Linked DNA regions of Mus musculus: region 1 is linked to region 2. The links are chromatin contacts, called in public HiChIP or PLAC-seq maps. All regions are on one chromosome and are shown on one strand. Each heading gives the region's core, a stretch centred on a gene start, on an enhancer-like site or on the middle of the called end of the contact. The rest is flanking DNA. Distances are from core to core; before and after follow the strand shown.

What was found. HiChIP or PLAC-seq counts read pairs in DNA pulled down with a chosen protein or histone mark.
Region 1: an H3K4me3 HiChIP or PLAC-seq map of embryonic limb bud shows a contact between it and region 2, with 4 times the contacts expected there. The contact joins the enhancer-like site here to the promoter of Med30 in region 2. A contact is called at or near these places in 6 of 39 promoter capture datasets (the 3T3-L1 cell line, the C10 cell line, liver and 2 more) and 4 of 115 datasets of contacts at active chromatin or transcription factors (astrocytes, embryonic limb bud, forebrain and 1 more).

Annotation. Positions count from the first base shown.
Region 1 is chr15:53,297,052-53,303,896 of GRCm38.p6, forward strand. The region is part of intron 1 of Ext1 (exostosin glycosyltransferase 1); the gene reads right to left. Among named protein-coding and RNA genes, the nearest start is that of Ext1, 46 kb to the right of the region's middle. Within about 2 kb of position 2,325, at least 43 of the 459 cell types and tissues checked have an H3K27ac peak or open chromatin away from gene starts, as enhancers often do. A contact at or near this core is called in embryonic limb bud, where this site is marked.
Region 2 is chr15:52,706,983-52,713,894 of GRCm38.p6, forward strand. It overlaps Med30 (mediator complex subunit 30), which reads left to right and starts at 5,463. Exons shown (of 4, transcript NM_027212.2): 1 at 5,463-5,704. The coding sequence starts at 5,528.

The DNA.
Region 1 (6,845 bases), core at 1,075-3,574, 590 kb after region 2:
CTCAGATAAATGCATCACTAGATATAACCATAGATAAATGAATCCATATGATGGGGGTGCTGAGAGAAAGAGAGACTGTGTGTCTGTGTTTATCTGTGTATTTCCTTATTTTTAACTCAAGGCAAAGTTGAACTAAGCTCCTGTCAGTCCACACTCCAAAGTTTCTCTATCCAGTTTTGCTTCTTTATTTCTACAATCCTCCAGACCCAATTTTTCCAGGAAGAAAGTCAGATGAAAATCGTTAATCTCGATGTGCATATGATCAGCTGATAAGATGCTAGGAGGAACGCCTAGGTGGTTCCTAAACAGAAAAGTGCCTCCTGTGGCCTGTCCAGGGCAAATTCACAGAAAAATGCCTCCTGTGGCCTGTCCAGGGCAGAGTCACAGAAAAGAGCCTCCTGTGGCCTGTCCAGGGCAGAGTCACAGAAAAGAGCCTCCCGTGGCCTGTCCAGGGCAAATTCACAGAAAAGTGCCTAATGTGGCCTGTCCAGCAGTCAAAAAAATCTGTTATTTCACTCCTAAGTTTAAGAACAGTTAATTATTTTTAGTGAGGCCAGGAGACAGAGCCAACAGCTCTCAGGGGTAGTTTGAAGGGCATGGTTCTTCTAAGCCATAGGTTACGCGGTATTGAACTTTGCCCTCCTATGATTTGCAAAGGGAAAGTAAGGCTATGCCCGCCTCCCCACCTCCCCACAAGATGCAGGTGAGCCTGCGGAAGGCGACTGCAGCTGCCAGCCTGCTCTTCCTTTCTTCTGTTCTCACCTTCCAGTCTAAGGGCCCAGCTGATGGGCAGAGGCTCAGCCCATCAGCAACTGCCTGGCTTAGGCCACATGCTGAGAACTGCACAGAGGAGACACAACAGACTTCAGAGATTTTGTGTACCCATCCCCTGTGGTCCACTCAGCAGCCTCCACTTCTGACCTGCCCACCCCTACTCCAGGGCTTCACGTGAACTTTCCTTTAATCCTCTCACTCCCCCGCAGCACCTTCGCTTCCCCTAGCATCTCTCATATTTGAGGAAGGGCCAATTTCTATAATAAATCCTTTAATCCCATAATACTCGGCATGTTTCTGTTTCGTTGACTGGCACCTGGTTGAAAAGTATGATAAAACAGAGGGAAAACCTCAATGCATAGAGCCTGTGTAGCCTACTAACTGTTCCACGGATTTAAAAACTTGCACTCTAATCCAAAAGAATGCTGGGACTAAAATATGGTTCCATAAAGAACACAGCTCTACAGCCCTGCATTTATGACTCTAGCACATGCAGACCTGGGGAACCACTGCAGATACCCACAAGCATCAGAGTCACCAGGAGTGGCTACTCAACACACACACACATATACACACACGCACACACACACAAGATTACAAAGCTTCCAACACTTTGCAAGATGTACAAGTAATTCCTGAGTATTTATAAATAAATGGCTTTTTTCTCTTTTTTCTTATAGGTTATGTTCTTGTTGAAAAGATAACATAAATTTTCTTAGATTTTCTGTGGTAGGATACCACTCGTGGGTATCAAGAATGGAGCCTAGAAAAACCCTGCAGACTGAGTCTAGCCCAAGGTTGTTTTTAAAAGCACCAGTTGGCCCTAACTTAGAAGTTGGGGGGGCTGTCATTCAATTCCACACCACCAGCTTCTGACAACTCATTCTAGCCCCCTCCCTCCCCGCACCCCCCCCCTTTCCCTTACGGAGAACATCTCCTCTGCCACTCTGAGCTGGCAATACCTGCCCCTACCTTGAGAAGATTTAAGCTGCAGCTATGGGGGGCGGGGGCAGGGAAAATGTCTTAGCAATTAATTAGCATTCCCTGTTCTTCCAGAATACCTAGGTTAGATCACTGACACCCACACCATGGCTCACAACTACCAGGAGTTACCCTCTAGGCCCAGGGGATCCAACCCCCTCTTATGGCTCTCAGGGGCACTACAGGCCCATAACGCCCAGACATACTAGGAAGCAAAATATCCAAACCCACAAAATAATAAATTTAAAAAATAAAAATAAAAAACCCTGAAGCTACCCGCTTTCCCTCTTAGGACATTGATCCCCGTGGTTTTGGAAGACAGACATTCGCCTTCCTCGAGCATTTAAGTTTCCTCAGCTGGAGGAACCAATCTGAGTGGCCTCTGTTGGGGAAGGCCATTTACATTCCCTGTTGCTTTAAAAGCCTCCATTTTCCGGGTCATGCTGCAGCGCGGCCCTTCCCTTAAAGGAGATTCTGTTAAAAAGAGGTCTGTACTTTCAGCAATTAAGGGCTGCATCAACACGCCAAGGAACAAGCTGAAACACCACCTAGCCCAGCTGCTTCTGGTCAGAATCACGTGGCAGAGCCTCTGGCACACGTCTGCTACTCTTCACCAGGGACAGCAGTCTGAGGAAGAGAGCTCTGCTTTCTATTATTCCAAAGTTTCTGCCTAGTGTCATTTTGTTTCTTTACATCATGAGAAAGTAAAAGCAGAGACGGAAATGGCTGCTCAAACATCAATGTGATTTGCACAGGAGGTGCCTGAGTTTGAAACGAGAAAGCCCTGAACAGGCACTGAAGCACCACCAACTTGTGCCCTGTAGCTAAGTGGCTCGGAGAGTGAGTTACCTCCCTCAACCTTGCTCCGGGTCTCTGACCTGACAACACGCATTCTAAAACACACTGGATGTGTTTTGTTGGTAGGATTTAGTGAAGGGGCTCTAGCCAGTCTGAGCATGGCAAAGAAAACACATTCCGCCATGGTTTGAGGTATTATAATTGGCTCATTCTTAACAATTAAAAAAGCCCATTCCAAAATTAAAAGCATATTCAACCAAAAGAGGAAGGGAGATTCCTTTGATAGTGATTCCATCAAAGAAAGACCTGAAAATGAAGGATTTCCAACAGGGAGGTGACGGATATTTTTCTTGGGTTAAAGAAATACATCCCATAGAAAATGGGCTAATAAAATTGCCTATCAGTTATGAATCAGTGTCTCTCTATATACTCATAAAAACACTTTGTATCCTACAAAGTTCAACAACCCAAGCTATTTACCCAAATGCTCAAATTTTAAAAAGGTCAATGTCTAACGTACAATATATAAATACCCCATGGCTGCCTCAGGACACCCCTCTGTCAGGCTAAGAATGTCCTGGTCCTGGTACAATTTGAAAAGTACTTCAGTCACAACTTGAACCTCAAGATTAAGCTGCCTGCCAATCATTTATAATGAGGCTTGCTAAGCAGGACACTTTCATGTTAAGTTGGTCAGCCAAAACACATTTGATGATTTTAAATGCACAATAATTAGAGCTGTTTGTCTTTACAAAGGATTTATACATCATATAACACACCCATTCCATCCCCACATAAGATAAATTAATAGAAAGGATATCACTTTTACTTTGCACATTTAAAAACTGAGTAGGACGAATGAGAAAATATTTTGAATGGGATTTCTGAGATTCAAAACTCAGAAAGTATAGAGAAGAGAGATAGCTCTAAGAATACTTGGCGGTCTTGTAGAAGACCTGAGTTCAAGACCCAGCACGGACATGGTGGATTACAACTGTCTGTTACTCCAATTCCAGGATACTAGAAGCTCTCTACTGGCCTCAAAGGGCAGTGCACACAAGTGGTATGCTTGGTACATGAATGTACAGGCAAATTCATACATGTAAAATAAAAAGACATAACTTTAAAAGCAATTCAAAGTGTTATTCCTTAGATAGTAAAAAAAATTCCACTTAAAACTTCCAGAGGGAAAATGGTTTGTCATGTTAAAGCTTAAAAACACAAACACACGGGAGAGATGGCTCAGTAGGTAATTCCCAGCACACACCTGGTAGCTCACAAACATCTGTAAACTCCAGTTCCCGCTTCTGGCCTCCACAGACACCAGGAATGCAGCTGGTACACAGACATACATGCAGGTAAAACAGCCATACACATAAATCAAATTAAGTGTGCTAAGTTTAAAAAAAAAAAAAATCAGAGAGCAAAGGAAGGAAGGAAGGAAGGAAGGAAGGAAGGAAGGAAGGAAGGAAGAAAGGAACTGAGTCACCAGACACTAAGTAGTAGGTAGCATTTACTTGTTTCTAGAAACTGGAAATACACCTGTTGGGTGACTTTATCTCATTTCCTAGATAATAGTCTGTACTGCTCAACAATCTTTCCCAGGGGGACACAAATGTCGTGAGATGAAAAGGTTGTCTGTTACCTGCTCAACTGTGTGGACACTGGCTTGCTCAATAGATAATTAAACGGCACTATAGATAACACTCTGGTTTGCCTAGAAAGACATCCAAGGGAGAATACGCTGTCACCTACAGAGGGAGACAGGTAGACAACATGTACTTCCCAATGCTGGTGCTTGATGCTGAACAGAAAGACCATGAATGGGACCAGGAAGGTGGGGAGGAGCCAGCCTTACCCACCTTATTAGCCCAGGACTTTACAAGGTGGGAGTGTTTGATGTGAGTCTATGTAAATGAACACCAGGTCACCAGCTAGGGAAAAAGGGAAGGAGGTGTCATGGGATTCCAAGCAGAAGAAATAGCAGGTTAACATGCCCAGATATGAGACAGCGCTGCTGAGCAATGCTGGCAGTAGTAAAGGTGACCGGGAAGAATGATTAGGGTGGATTTCAAAAGAGCTGTGCCTCAAACACGAAAAGGGCAGGTAGGCACACCGAGCCTTAAACAGGAAACAGGCTTAATTGGATCCTTGAGTGAGGAAAAAAATAGTCCTTCATTTAGGCTGTAGGAAACACACTGGCCTGCTTGCCAAAAGAAGAACACACAATTGATTCTGCCTAATGTGCTCTGTAACTCACCCTGTCCTTCCTACCAAACATCGCCTAACCAGGACTAGGACACTATGAAATCTGAGACTTCACATAGTGCCGATGCCTGCGTTCACAAAGTTTAAGAGTACATATCCAAAAAGCAGAAATACAGAGTATTTCTTCTCTGCTCCAAGGGAAAATAACTCAAGCCTTTGGCAGGTGACCGTTTCTGTGCAATTCATTCATTTATTCATTCATTCATTCATTCATTCATCGGTTTTTCGAGACTGGGTTTCTCTGTGTAGCCCTGATTGTTCTGGGACTCTCTTTGTAGACCAGGCTGGCCTTGAACTCACAGAGATCCACCTGCCCCTGCCTCTCAAGTGCTGGGATTAAAGGCATGCACCACCATAGTCTGCCTTTATTTTTATTTCTTAATCTGAACTACTTTTAAAAACTTGCCAGCAGAGGCAAATACATATCAGGTTGAAGATCTTGGGGGTCCAGGCTGGGAAAGAACGAACTAAAATAAAAGCAACTGAGTTTAAAGAACTGGCAGTGGCAGTTTCAAAAATTTTTTTAAATTAAAAAAAAAAATCAGGTTCCTTTTAAAAACAAAGACGTGTGTATCTGCTTAGGAACTATAGTGCTAATCATGGCAATCACACATCATTCAGAATTATCACAAACTGGCACATTCCATGGCAGTTCTTCTGGAAGTTTCTCTATGAAAGGTGTACACTGTAACAGGGTTGAAATGTTCACTAGAAACCTCTCCTTAACACTCTTCTATCTCCCACAGGAGTACAGGAAGCATTTTCCTAAGCTTCACTGCAGGGCTACTGAAATCGTGCAAGGACAGACTGAACCATGGCGAGGGCCACGAGCTCCAACCTCATCACCTGATGGGCCAGACACACGCAGATGTTCTGTAGGTTGGGGTCCTTACCTACCGTGAACGGCTTTACATCTCTGTAGGAATTCTGTGTTGTTGAATTGTCACACTAGAAGACTTTTTATTTAAAAACAAACCAAAACAAAAATAAATCAAAACAAACAAAAAAACCAAGGTACCAGTAGTTACAAATTCTGACCTTCAGTTTACAACTGGACTTGCCTATGGGACCAGCCAAATTGAAAAAAGCCTTGCCTGCATGTGTGTACTCACAGGACTAATTTGTTGAAGTTTGCATTATTAGTATTATATAGCTCACACCGTGCATTCATTAAGACTGGAGCTCTGTGCAGCCACATGCTGTAAGACGTGCTTTTAAATATGCCTCCAGATGGAGCCTTTGAAAACAGTTCTCAGTCCTCTGGAGGCAACAGCTATCATTCCAGAGGCTCCAAAGTGGGCAGAGGGACAAATCAAATTTAAAATAAAGATAAGTTGTAGCAACACACATGAAAAAAAAACCATCATCTCACCAAGTTCTATCCAAAGAGAAGTGTTATCAAATCTCTCCCTTCTCTTCTGGTTTGAAATGGTAAACATCATACAAGGTTTTCATGTGGAGTTTTCACCAAATGAATCTGTGAATCTGGGACAGGCTGTAAAAATTGCAATACCCTACTAAAGCATTCAAGCAAAAAAAAAAAAAAAAAAAACTCTGCATTTGAATCTACACATTTAGAATTCCTGTAGCGGGAGAATTTGTCACTCAGATTTCAACCCAAACACAAAAAAACAGGATTGTTTGTTTGTTTAAGAATTCAAGCATTTTTGTATATGGAAAGAATTTTGGAAAATGAAATTTAGCAAGAAGACATTTTACAACATTTCATTTATCCCAAACCTGCTAACTAGACAGTGGGGAGCTGCAGAAGTGGGGCCGATGCTTCACTGTCATATTTGGTTTTGTTATCTGTATAGTGCGTACTTAGTATAACGTGACTAACTGTTTGCAGTGTGGCCACAGTAATTTTCCCCATAAATCCAGTGATTCCTTTTGGCCATGAGGCTTTACTTGAAATGCGCCACCAGGACTCACAAGCCTAGCGTTCACAAGCCCTGCAGTTTCCACCATTGCCCTCTCAGGACGCCACCACCTTCATAGGAACCAGGGCGAAGCCAACCTGA
Region 2 (6,912 bases), core at 4,213-6,712:
CTTGTTGGTGACTCAGTGTCTGAGAGATCTCAGGAGTCCAGGTTAATTGAGACTGCTGGTATTCCTATGGGGTCATCCTCCTCCTCAGCTTTTTCCAGCCTTGAGTTTAAATAAATGGTGCCCTGTGGCCTTCTACATCACCTATCATGGTGACCTGTCTCCACAAAACCATCTCCGAATTGTTCACATATTTCCTAGGTTGTTAGAAAATGCAAAGGCTAGCATTTCCCATGACAACATGCACACTGCTGACTTAGCCTGAAATTATGTAAGAGCCACCGTCACTGCTATGCAGAGTGGACAAGGCCAAAAGAAAAAACAATTTGCCTTTTGGGTAAACTGGGTAGAGGGGATGAGTCACTTCACTGTGTTGGGGAGGTTGTGTTAGTTTCTGACACAAACATGTGGTATTTAGGACAAATGTGACCAAACTGCTGGCTTCAGCAGTAAGCATTAGACTTGGATGCAAGTAGCACAAAATCACTAAACCAGGATTGACTTGAGATACATTCATGATTTTTCTCTTACATTTAATAGGAAGAAAGAAACAGGTTGTTTTTCTTTTTTCTTCTACATTTAGGTAAAGTACCAACAGGTATATGTCACTCATAACTCACTAGGAGGACCTTAATGAGATAACCTGGACAAGATGCAAGGAACCCTGAGACATATGACCTTTACCCCAGATAGCCTAATAAAACTCATGTATTCTCTCTTTGCAGATGGATGCTAGATACTCTGTTCTATTTCCTCACTATCTTTGGAACTTTGGGCAAGAATTCCCTGCTGAAAACCTACCTTTTGGACATGAAGGTGATATTTTATTGGCTTGGTTTATTTTCCTTTTCTTGTGATAAAACACCCGGATAGAAACAGCTTAAGAGAAAGGTCATGTATTGTGGCTCTCAGTCTAAGGGTATAGCTCATCATGGCAGAGAAGTCAGGCAGCATAATGAGCTTGGAACAACAGGTCACATCGAATAGGTTAGATTTCTGCCTCCGATGAAATGAGCCAATTCAAGCCAGATTAGATTAGATTAGATTAGATTAAAAACAGGTTTATTGGGACGCTCCTCTCAGACCAAGGCCAGGGAAGGTGCCCTGGGGAAAGGGGAAGGGGTTGGGGAGAAAGAGAGAAGGGGTGCATGTGAAAAGAGAAGAGAAAAAGAGGAGGAGGAAGAAGAGGAAGGAGGAAGAGGGACAGAGAGAGGGACAGGGAGAGGGACAGGGAGAGGGAGAGCAAAACGTCTGGATTATGGAGGGAAGAGCCTCTTCGGAAATGGTAGCACAGACCCTGGGCTGAAAGTTCAGGGTTGGGCCAGGATATGCCAGGTAAGGACTGAGGGGTTCTGGGAGAACCTGGAGGCCAGGTCTGCTTTGATATGTAAAACATGCACCCCAGTCCCTTGTCCCAACAGCAAACCAAACAGCATTCACCCACAATCAGGAAACCCAAAGAACTCAATGTATGCATGCGTGTGCTTATCTCATTCTCTGTGTTTCATAGAGGCCTGCTCAGAGAATAGTGTTGCCCGCAATTATTGTGGGTGTTGTTTTATAAAAGAAAAAGAAACTAGGGATGTGTTTTGTAGAGGTGCGGTACAGTGTGGGGACACCGGGTGCCTCTGTGGGCCCATGCTGAGGCATCCCTTCTATATTATACCAGGCACAGGATGGTAGAGTATAAAATACAGCTTATTCAGGGCATGAAGAGGAGAGTTGGAGAGGAGAGAGAGAGAGAGAGAGAGAGAGAGAGAGAGAGAGAGAGAGAGAGAAAAGAGGCTGGCCATGAGCACGTGGAGAGAGATAAGAGGAGGGGGAAGGGAGAGAAGGCAGAGAGAGGGAAGAGGGTAAGAAGAACAAGAAAGAGAGGAGGGGACAAGAAGCCCATTTCACAATAAGTCAGGCACACCTGGCTATTGCCAGGTAACTCTGGGGCGGAGCCTAGACAAAATGCCAACTGTGGGGCTTTGGGGTCCTGGTTGAGGTTTAGTAATAATAAAGACACGGCGCCATCTATATAGTTTAGAGCTGTTAGCCTGATTGCTGGGGTAGTCTCTCAGCTAGCCCATCTAACTTAACCGGACTGCTCAGTCCTTTGAGCTCTCCACGTGACTTTCTCTGCCTACATCTCTGCTCTGTTCCGGGCTCCCTCTGTGTCTCTCTGCCAGGTCTTTCTACTCCAGCTCCGAGTGACCACCCAGCTCTTTACCATGCAAAACCACACTCTTTTATTTTTTTATTAGATATTTTCTTCATTTACATTTCAAATGCTATCCCCAAAGCCCCTTATACCCTCCCCCTGCCCTGCTCCCCAACCCACCCACTCCCACTTCCTGGCCCTGGCATTCTCTTGTACTGGGGCATATGATCTTCGCAAGACCAAGGGCTTCTCCTCCCAATGATGGCTGACTAGGCCATCCTCCTATAGAGTTGCAGACCTCTTTTAGCTCCTTGGTTACTTTCTCTAGCTCCTTCATTAGGGGCCCTGTGTTCTATCCAATAGATGACTGTGAGCATCCACTTCTGTATTTGCCAGGCACTGGCATAGCCTCTCAAGAGATAGCTATATCAGGGTCGTGTGAGCTAAATCTTGCTAGCATCTGCAATAGTGTCTGGGTTTGGTGGTTGTATATGGGATGGATCCCCGGGTGGGGCAGTCTCTGGGTGCAAAACCGCACTCTTGATTCACAGAGTTGTCTTTGGAGGCCACAGGACCTCCACTCTGGAAGGTTGCCCTTCTTTTGGAGGCAGGTGAGGAAGCAACATTTACATATTCTGTCAGCCTGTCTTATAACCAGTGAGAAAATGTGGATATTGGTCATCCTATTAACACAAGGCACTGGGTTTCTAGTGATGTGAACAGAAACATTCTCCAGGACTTAGGGGAAGCATGACATTGCATGCAGAGCATTATTGGGATGGCAGAACCTGTGTTGAGCTTTGAACTCACGGAAACATCTCTGCAGCTTGAAACCACTGAATGCTGATACATTGTTGGGTGCTTTGAATAAGAGGATCCCCATATTTTGGAATTTGGACAGTGGTGATACTTGTTTAGGGGACACTTAGGCAGTGAGGTCTTATTGTTGAAAGTGTCTCATTAAAGGTGGGCTTTGAGAATTTGACTCATGCCATTTCTAGTTGCTATTCTCTCTCTCTCTCTCTCTCTCTGTGTGTGTGTGTGTGTGTGTGTGTGTGTGTGTGTGTGCCTTGTTTGTGGTTTAAGATGGGAACTCTCAGCTTGGTGCTCCAGCCACCACCCCTATCTGCTTTTATCCCTCTGAAACCACTAGTTTGGAATGGCGGCAGGTAGTAACAATAGTAGGAAGCAAGGCAGCATATAGGCAGACATAGAGTTGGAGAAGGATCCAAAGACAAAGTTGATCCAAAGACAGCCAGAAGAAGACTGTCTTCTACAAGAAGCCAGGAGGAGGCTTTCTTCCATGAAAGATGGAGCTTGAGCATAGGACTTCAAAGCTCATAGTGCCTCATTTTCTCTAGCAAGGCCACGCCTACTCCAACAAAGCCACACCTAATAGTGCCTCTTCCTATGGGCCTAGCATATTCAAACCACCACAGCCACTTTCCCCAAAATTTTTACCTCCCAATCCTCTGAAGCTGTGAATATGTATTACATGACAAGGAGGCTGGAGATTAAAGTAGTAAATAGAACTGAAGTTGCAGGACATCTAACCTTAAAATCAGAAGGTAGCCTGAATTATTTGGGTCATTTTAACACAAACATAAGATCCTTGACTGGAGAAGGGAGAAGCAGAAAAAAAGCAGAGGTAGCACTCACTGTAAGAGAACCTTGAGGGGGAAATGGTTTTGATCTATTTTTTTCCATTCTCATAAATGTTGGTCAAAGACTAATTCCTCTTTTTGTAGCAATGTATGGTGACCTCAAATATGGTAGAAATCCATTTTGAGCTAATAAGGAACTGTAAGACCCAGAATGCATGTAGCCCTTAGAAACTGGAAAAGACAAGATATTGGAAAGTCCCTGGTAGTTTAGAAAAGAACACAGCCATGCCACCACCTTGAAGTTGGTTTGGGTGTCTGAGCTCTAAAAATGTTAGTTTGGGGTAATGCTTTATCAAGGCATTAGGAAAACAACAGAATGAACTGCTTCTTTGAAATTTGATTTTTCTTCCCTCTCTTTGGATATGGCAGAAGCTCCACCATTTATTCAGGTCACAAGTAGGTGCTCTCTTTATTCCTTCTTCTCCAGATGCACCCATCTATAACAACATCAGGTTCTGTAGATTTTCGCTAACAAGTCGCCCACTGAGTCCTTCACTAATTCAGATCATCTGCATCAATAACTTCAAGAGGAGGGAAGCAGCACTCACCATTCACCAGCCTCTCTCCACTGAACAGCCAGTTAAATCTGTCCTGAAGATTTCACGTTTAGATCTGTCTCCTTGAAACACTTCTATGATGTGCTTTGTCGCTCAGTCAGAGTGTCCTTACATGGTTTTAGATCCTCCATTGTTTACCTGTCTTCTATCATATTTCCCAATACTCACCATAATAAAAGCATTCCCTCAAGTGTTGGTGATGGCTTCTGGGTCTCCAAAGCTACAATTTGGGTGTAATTAGTGCTCCATTTTCATCTATTTTTAAGACCCAGATTTACTCCCTTCATCTTGTACAAGGTCCACTAAAGAGCACCCTGACGTCAGGACCTTGGGCTCTCATCCTAACACAGTCATCACAGTAATTAATGTTTATTCTCTATGAGGGCAGCTTCTACTGAACTTTTTACTATGCTATTTCTATCCTGGGCACAGCATAGTTAGGAATAGTTAGCACAGTCAAGTTAGGAGTAACTGTAATATATTGCTATATTTACATTACCATTAATGTCTTACTGTGTCTAATTTACATATTAATATTTTGTAGACATGTATGGGAAATGCAGAGAAGTATCTGGGGCTGCAATTTCAGATGTACATTGGGGAGGGATTATTACTGGAGTTTCACAATCAGAAAGTAGTGCATGTCTACAGGTGTATTACTTAGAGGAACTTGGAAAATACTCAAACAGGGAACAAAAGCAATCCTGGTGGTGGGTTTCTTGTTACCCAGAAGCGTACAAGAACAGAAATCATGTTTTCTGACTTTGAACAGAAGATTGCCAGTGCAACAACTAGTTCAAGCCCTCTGAACCTGCATCCTATCTGTAATTAGACATGTCTCATAGGTTTGTTATGAGAAAGAATGCTCTGCAAGAACCCAACAGAAGCAGAGAACCAGCCAGACACACAACTTAGGGCACAGACAGAACTCTGGGAAAGCCCACCCCATCTATCACTGGTACCGCCCCCTGGGCAGAACTCTACTTCTGATTGGGTAATTTCCTGTCTGTCTTACCGTTCCCAACTGCGGAGCCCAATCGCGTCAGGCTCCGCGAGGCGCCAGTCTTCCGGTACAGCGCTTGCATCGCGGCGGGCGGAAGTGGCGCCGCTTTTTTGAAATCGGCCGAGTGGGCTCGCGCCGGACCCGAGCCGCCGGGGGTGCCATGTCCACCCCTCCGCTGGCGCCCACGGGCATGGCGTCCGGGCCCTTCGGCGGCCCGCAGGCTCAGCAGGCCGCGCGCGAGGTCAACACGGCCACGCTGTGCCGCATCGGGCAGGAGACCGTGCAGGACATCGTGTACCGCACCATGGAGATCTTCCAGCTGCTCAGGAACATGCAGGTGGGCGCCTGGGGTGACAGAGCTGGTGAAAGCGGGCCTCCGCGGGCGACCTCAGGGTGGCCGGGTCGCCTCTACACCCCAGGTCCTCAGCGTGTATCCCCTTGCCCTGAGAGGCCGCAGGTGTGGAGGTCCCACCTCCTCCTTACCCCATACCTGGAAGACCTCAGGCTGGCCATCCTGCTTTACACCCTTGGTTCCCAGTATGTGTCTGTCTCACGCCCTGGAAAACCCTCAGGCATGGACACACCCCCTTATACCCAAAGTCCCCACCGTGCATCTATCTCTTGCTCAGGGTTACGACGGGTGGACACCCCGTTATGCCAATGTCCCCAGCATGAGTCTGCCATCTGACATGAGCGATTCCAGACATGGTCACCCCTATTTTCCCCAGAACTGTTACCCAGCATGCGTCTCTCCCCCACCCCAGGCGACTCCTATACTAGCTATGCTCATTACCGCTAGAAGTGTCACAAGCATATCTGTCCCCCAACCCCATCGTGCTTTTCAAAGTTCAAATGGATCACGCTGTACTTGCTTTTTAAAATTACTTTAAAAATTTTAGAGCAAAATTTCTCCTGAAGGAGATGCCCCGAAGCTGAAGAATTCAGACAATAGTGTAACCCCTTTCTAGACTTAACTAGACTACAGTAAGCTGTGCAAATGTAAAGTTATGGCATATGTTTAGGAATATACTTGTGACCTTATCATAGTTGCAAGAGTGAAAACAAGTGTTATCCAAGAAGTTTCCTTGCATCCCGTGGCATGTTTGCCTCCATCCCCAGGGAGCCAGTGTTAGTGTTTTTCCAGTTGTATGTGATAAGAATCACATAGCATGTGAGCTCTATTGGTCCAGGTTCTTTCAGCATATACTTATGTTATTTTTTTCTCTTGCTAATTTGTTGAGTGACTACGTGGCAGCCTTTGCATTCGTTCATCTGTATGAACGAATTTGTAAATAATGACAAAAATTTTTTAATGGATTTTTTTGTATGGGAATGTGTTTCAGTTGATTTCAGAGTGGAATAGCTGAATTATGTATGTATGTGTGTGTGTGTGTGTGTGTGTAATTTTTTTAATGTGTCTGATCTATTTGAATCTCCATCTCTGAGGGTCCTTGTTTACCTCTGCTTTATCGTCATTTGTTACTGTTGTCTCTCTTTACTTTCCCAGGTACTTAAGTCGGCCACTCATTTCTTTTCTTCTTGAGG